2 separate regions of the Mus musculus genome follow, and region 1 is linked to region 2. The links are chromatin contacts, called in public promoter capture Hi-C maps. All regions are on one chromosome and are shown on one strand. Each heading gives the region's core, a stretch centred on a gene start, on an enhancer-like site or on the middle of the called end of the contact. The rest is flanking DNA. Distances are from core to core; before and after follow the strand shown. Region 1 holds the start of Plch2 (phospholipase C, eta 2). Region 2 holds the start of Pank4 (pantothenate kinase 4).

The links. Promoter capture Hi-C pulls out the DNA fragments that hold promoters and counts their contacts.
Region 1: a contact with region 2 is called in a promoter capture Hi-C map of macrophages, with 7 read pairs. The contact joins the promoter of Plch2 here to the promoter of Pank4 in region 2. A contact is called at or near these places in 3 of 39 promoter capture datasets (HPC-7-derived erythroid cells, embryonic stem cells and macrophages), 3 of 484 Hi-C or Micro-C datasets (nephron progenitors and rod photoreceptor), 6 of 115 datasets of contacts at active chromatin or transcription factors (the SCID.adh cell line, craniofacial prominence, embryonic forebrain and 1 more) and 3 of 9 other capture datasets (adipose tissue, liver and pancreatic islet).

Annotation. Positions count from the first base shown.
Region 1 is chr4:155,009,717-155,012,416 of GRCm38.p6, reverse strand. It overlaps Plch2 (phospholipase C, eta 2), which reads left to right and starts at 1,392. Exons shown (of 22, transcript NM_001113360.3): 1 at 1,392-1,778. The coding sequence starts at 1,433.
Region 2 is chr4:154,962,793-154,965,492 of GRCm38.p6, reverse strand. It overlaps Pank4 (pantothenate kinase 4), which reads right to left and starts at 1,370. Exons shown (of 20, transcript NM_001305804.1): 1 at 1,224-1,370. The coding sequence starts at 1,347. Gm42363 (a long non-coding RNA gene) reads right to left here and starts at 1,216. Exons shown (of 2, transcript XR_881640.3): 1 at 1,024-1,216; 2 at 180-467.

The DNA of each region.
Region 1 (2,700 bases), core at 143-2,642, 47 kb before region 2:
TGTGGCCTGTCTCCCTGGGGAGCGCCAGGGCTGTGCTACTTCCTGTCCTGGTGGTAAATGGTTCCTTATGCTAATTTGTGGCAGAGAGGGCAGGCTGCCTGTCCACCTCCAGCCAGCAAGGCCTCTGGCCAAGGCTCCTAATTGGGTCCTGGGTTTGGCTGTGAGTTGATTATATTGGATCTGGCCCAGTGGGTCCTGATTCCTTCTGGCTGAGCTTCCTGTTGTCCAGGACACATGAACAGGCAGGCCAGGGTCAAGAGGGTGGGCTGGACAGGGGTACCCAGGCTACTTTGTGAAGCAGGGTGATGTGGCTATTGGATGTGGAGTCCCCCCTCCCCCGGCAAGGACTCCCAGGATGAGCTGTCCCTTGCCAGAAACAGAAGCCTGGTTAGGGAGGAAGCTGGGGTGCCGTGATCCAGAGGCGGTGAAGCTGAGATGAAACCCCACCTCCCTTTCTTAACCATCTCTCCTGTCTCTGCTTGCCCTGAGTAAACCATGCAAAGTTGAATGCAGTGATGAGCACGTCTTAGATGCTCAGTGGCCCCATAGGCTGGTGTGGAGTGGTGGCCGGTGTCCTGGCAGATGATCAGGGTCCTCTCTGGGTCAGGAGACTGTCATGAGAGATCTGGATACCCGGATATGTCCAGCCTTGGGTGCAGAGTACAGTGATAATGTGCCCTGGGTAGTGGGATATCCCCACAGCTTTGGTTCTGTTGGGCATGGGAAGAAGGCAGCTGGGGGGTGGGGAAGGGCTGGGATTTGGAGTGGAATCTGCACAAGGCTCAGGGAACCTACATTCTCCTTCCCATACTGGATGTCAAAGTAGAAAGGTCTGTCCTGTCTTGCCTAGCCTTAGCTGGCCCTGCGCTGGCTTAGCTCTGGCCTCCAGCCAAAGGGGACTGGGTTCTTGGCCCTGGGGTTTGGGACAGCATGCGTCTGCTTTTTTTGTCCCATCTGTGGACCAGCTCACTACCACACAGTGGGGATCAAGTTGGAAGTCCTTATACGTACAAGGATTTCAAGTAGCAGGAAGTGAGAGCTCAAAACAAAGACACAGATACCAGCTCTGGATGGGCAGGGTTAGGAAGACAGCCTCATGTAGGACCACACCTGTGGACAGACAGACTCTCCTGGGGGGCAGTGTCCTCACAGAGGCCCTCACTCCTGGTCTTGTAAGCACTGTTTTATGTCCCAGGAGGGTCCCATGCCTAACCTGTTACCTTGCCTCAGCCTCAAACATGAGTCTGGTGGCTCATGAAGCAGCCTGCTCTGAGCTGGCAGCTGGGCCCTCCCCTGGCCTAAATCCTTTGTCCAGCTGGGCTGAATCCAGCAGGATTACTGGGCGGATTGGCCAAGGATGGCAGGGTGAGGCTTGGCAGCTCCCCCACCCCTGGCATTCATCTTCTTCAAATAGGCCTGGAGGTTCTAGAGGATGGGCGGACTGGCCTGGGGACCATCCAGGGCCGCAGGCAGCAGTTGGGTCAATGCCAGTGGGACCTGGGAACAGCCCTTGCGGGGCTTCAGTGGGCTCCAAGGAGGAAGACGAAGAGGTAGAGGAGAGAAGGGGATCCCTGAGGAGCCCCTGTGCCAGCTGACACCTCAGCTTGGCCTGTCGCTGAGGGTCCCTTTTGGCTTGGGGGACTACGGCTTGGATATGCCTGGTCCCCAGCCGTCTGCTGCCAGCCAGACCACAGGAGCCGTGGCTTGCCTGGCAGAGGTACTCCTCTGGGTTGGAGGGAGCGTGGTAGTGTCACCAAGATGGCAGCTCAGCCTTGTAGGTAAGAAAGGGCAAAAACCAAGTCCCTCCTAGGGACTGGCCAAGCCCTATGGGGCCACAGGATGCATAGCTTCCTATGGAAGTTAGGGCTGCCTCTGGGGCCTGGGATCCTTCCTTCGCCACACCAACATCCCAATTCCTTTGCTTCTTCCTCTGGGATCTCCAGGCCCAGAAACATTGCCTCTTTGCCCCCAGCCAGAAATCCTGTCCACCTCCTTAGCAGAGCTTGGAGGGTGAACTCCAAGTGGGAAGAAGGCAAGGCAGAACTGGAGCCAGAAAGCCCTGGTTGAATGTGCTGGGGGTATGGGGGTGGCTCATGTGGCTTCAGAGCTCTTTCTGAGGGGGGTCCTTGGAATTTTGTGGGGCAACAATACCTTCAGTGTAGCTATGGAGGCATGCAGGTGTAGACACAATGGTCTCTAGATGGTGTCAGGGAGGCCCTGTACTGTGAAGCACTGGACAGAAGGAAAGGGCTGTTGGGTGGCCAGTAGAAGGGTTCAGTGTGTGGAGTGGCGGAGGCCCTGGTCAGGGATGCCTGGTTCACTTGCTGCTCCTTGCTCCAGCAGCAGAAGGTGCACATTCAGTGGCTTAACTCTAGAACCACATCAGGGTTCTAGAGTAGTCTCTGTCCCCAAACGCTACCTCAAATGCACTAAGCAACCACGCTTGTGTCCCCACTGGCTGTGTCCCCTAGAGAGCCCTATCTACCTTGACTTTCCACCCCATGCCTACAGTTCCCCTCTGCTTATGGCCAGTAAGAGCTTCCTCCAGAAAGCCATCTGACCTGGCACCACTGTGGTTTTCTGCACCTCCTGTCTGCTGATGTTTCATTGCTGGCACTCAGGAGATTTGTCCCCCTGGCTCCTGGGTTTCCTAGGCATAGATAGGCTTGGGTCTGGCCTGAAGTCCTTCCCCTGGGACAG
Region 2 (2,700 bases), core at 121-2,620:
GGATCCTGGAACAGCTGCCTTGGGGCCTTTGGAGAGGTCAGGTTGTGGACAGTCCCCTCTGCTGGGGCTGCAAGCTCATCACTTCTAAACTAATATACAGCCAGTCACCGAGTTATCTCAGGTGCTAGTAGAATCTTGGCCCACTCCACCACCCTCCTGAGCCCTTGATAAAGCTGGAACACAGGACAAGCCAGCAGGCCATCTTTACTTTCTCTTCCATTCCTCATTCCTCCCAAGGAAGAACACGTCAGAGAGACAACCCAAAAGCAAGAGGGTGGGGGACTTATTCAATATTCCAGAAGTAACGAGATTCTTCACAGTCTCTTAACAACCTAGGCTTTCCAAGGAGGCTAAGAGCCAGCAGCACACCCATTGATTCACGGAGATAAGTCCAAGACTGCGGATGCTGCCCGGCTGTGTGGGGCCTCACTGACAATGCTGGCATCAAGAGATACGCGGGGAAACGCCTGCAAGCAATTGGGTACAAAGCTCCTCAATAACAGGATGCAGAGCAGAGAGCTTGGGGGACAGGGGTAGGGGTGGGGGAGGGGGAGGGGGAGCGTTGGCCGGCTCCCATCCTGGATCTACGAATAGAGAGACCACGGAGAAAGCTAGCCTTCTTCTGTGCCTTGGTCTCCGCATCTGCACACCAGGGCGATGAAAGAACCTCCCCCGAGGACTTGTTAGTGGGCATGAGGCTGCCCAACGCGCGAAGGGGATCTAAGGTGGGCCTGTAGCGGGTCGGCAGGAAGGTGAACTCCTAGGCGCGCAGGAGGCGGCGGCCGTAGCCACGGTCCACGCTGCAGCGCTCGACAAGTGTCCAGGCCCAACGTCTCCACAGCTCACTGGGAAGCCGGAACTCCGGCGGAGTGCGCCGCGGGGCCATGGCCAGCCTCATCCCGGGGGACTCTGAGCAGATGAGGACCCCCGAGGCCACCCGCCCCGCCCGTCCCTCCACTGAGCCACCGGCGCTGCGCGGACTACGAGGCCCGACGTGCCCCGCTCCAACCGCGCAGCGCCTACCGGGAGCTGGAGTCCCACAGCCCGCTCGGTCCCGCACCTTGACGCCGCGCACACTATGAGTCCCGAGAGGCTGTGCGGCGACCCGTGAGGCTGTGCGCATGGCCCGCGCCCCCGCCCTTCGTCCTTCCCGCCGCCCCCGCTGGCTGGCCGCCCGCGCCCACTGCTCCGGCCACTTTCTTGAGTACCCGGTCCGTGTCTACCTATATCAATGGCGAAGCGCTTGGCGTTCTCCAGGTTGCGGAAGATCTCGTCGGGGGGCAGCGTGATGCTCTTGTCCAGACTGTCCCCGCCGCTCCCGCCGCCACTCGCTCCACGCTCCGCCATTTTGAAAGTGCCCGGCCAGCCTCATCAGCCATGGAAATATATGCGCATATAATTGACTGCTAAACGACCGCGTGCATAAATTATGCTAATGAGTCTCCGCCCCCCGTCCGCCTGTGCTGGAGGCCAGGCCACCCGACCGTCCTAGACAAGCAAGTGTCCCAGAGGCCAGGACTGGGAAGGGAGGGCCGTTATTTTCCAAACTACCAATATGAAGCTTTTGGAATATTGTTCTTTCGCTGAGCTGGCTAGATGCTAACTTGGGTTGATTTTGGCGATCGTGCTTTCATATCTCCTTGCTGTGAGGCTGGCCCTGCAAGCTGCTGTAATTTCTGCTAGGGTGACCCACCATCCTGGTTTCCCAAAGAAGTGGGACCTTCAATTCTAAAACTCCCATGTTAATTGGAGTAGTTTTAAAGACCCTACATTCGAGAAATGCCCAGCCAGGGGGAAGGGATATGAATAGGGTCGTGCGTCTGCAGCTGGGGAAGATCGGCAGTTTAACAGCAATCTTTGCAAAGTATAGGAGGGAAAGGGAGAGGGCGCATGGAAGAGGGGACCGGGCTTCAAAGTGGAGGTGATCTGGAGTTCCTGTTGATTTAAGTCCCTTGAGAGAGAGCACTGTGTCCTCCAAGAGGGCCATCGTGTAACTTAATACCTCGCTCTCTGCAAGGTTCTGTCTGCAGGCAGTTGCTCACTGACTTGCCAGGCTCCTGGAGCACAGGACTGAGGCAGTGCGCAGGCTCAGCTGCCATATATCTATCTACATTGATTCCGAGAGGAGGCAACCTTGTATGTGCCTGCCAACAGAGTGGGTGTACTCTGAATGGGAGAGCCTGCTCCAGAGTGGCAGGGCTCCTGAGAGTGAGGTGACCCAGCAACTTCAGTCCCTGTAAGTGGAGTATGCCCGGCCTGTGTGTAGGACACTCCACAAGGGCACTGGCCTCCTCCCCATCTGTAGAAGTTCTGCTGCTCCTGTGGTAAGCTAAATGAGTGCAGATGAGGTTCTCTGTCCTTGCTTACTATACGTGGGTCACAGAAGGGTCCTCAGGTGGTCCCTGGCAGAGTGGATAGGAATAAGAGGGGGGTGGTGGCTAATGAACTTCTAGATGGGAAAGATCCAAGTCGGGATGGGAGCCACATCTATGACTTTGTCCTTCAGAAGACATGTAGACACACCTTCCCACTTCTTGCTCCATGGGTTTTGCCTTTGGAGAGCCCTGTGAACTTGACTAACCTATAGCCTGCCTTAAAGCGGACACCCTGTCTTAGACAATAGCCCATACCTACCAGGCTCATAGTTTGAATGGAATGGGTCAGTCCTGGCCCTGGTCGCTCTGTGGAAGGGAGGGCATT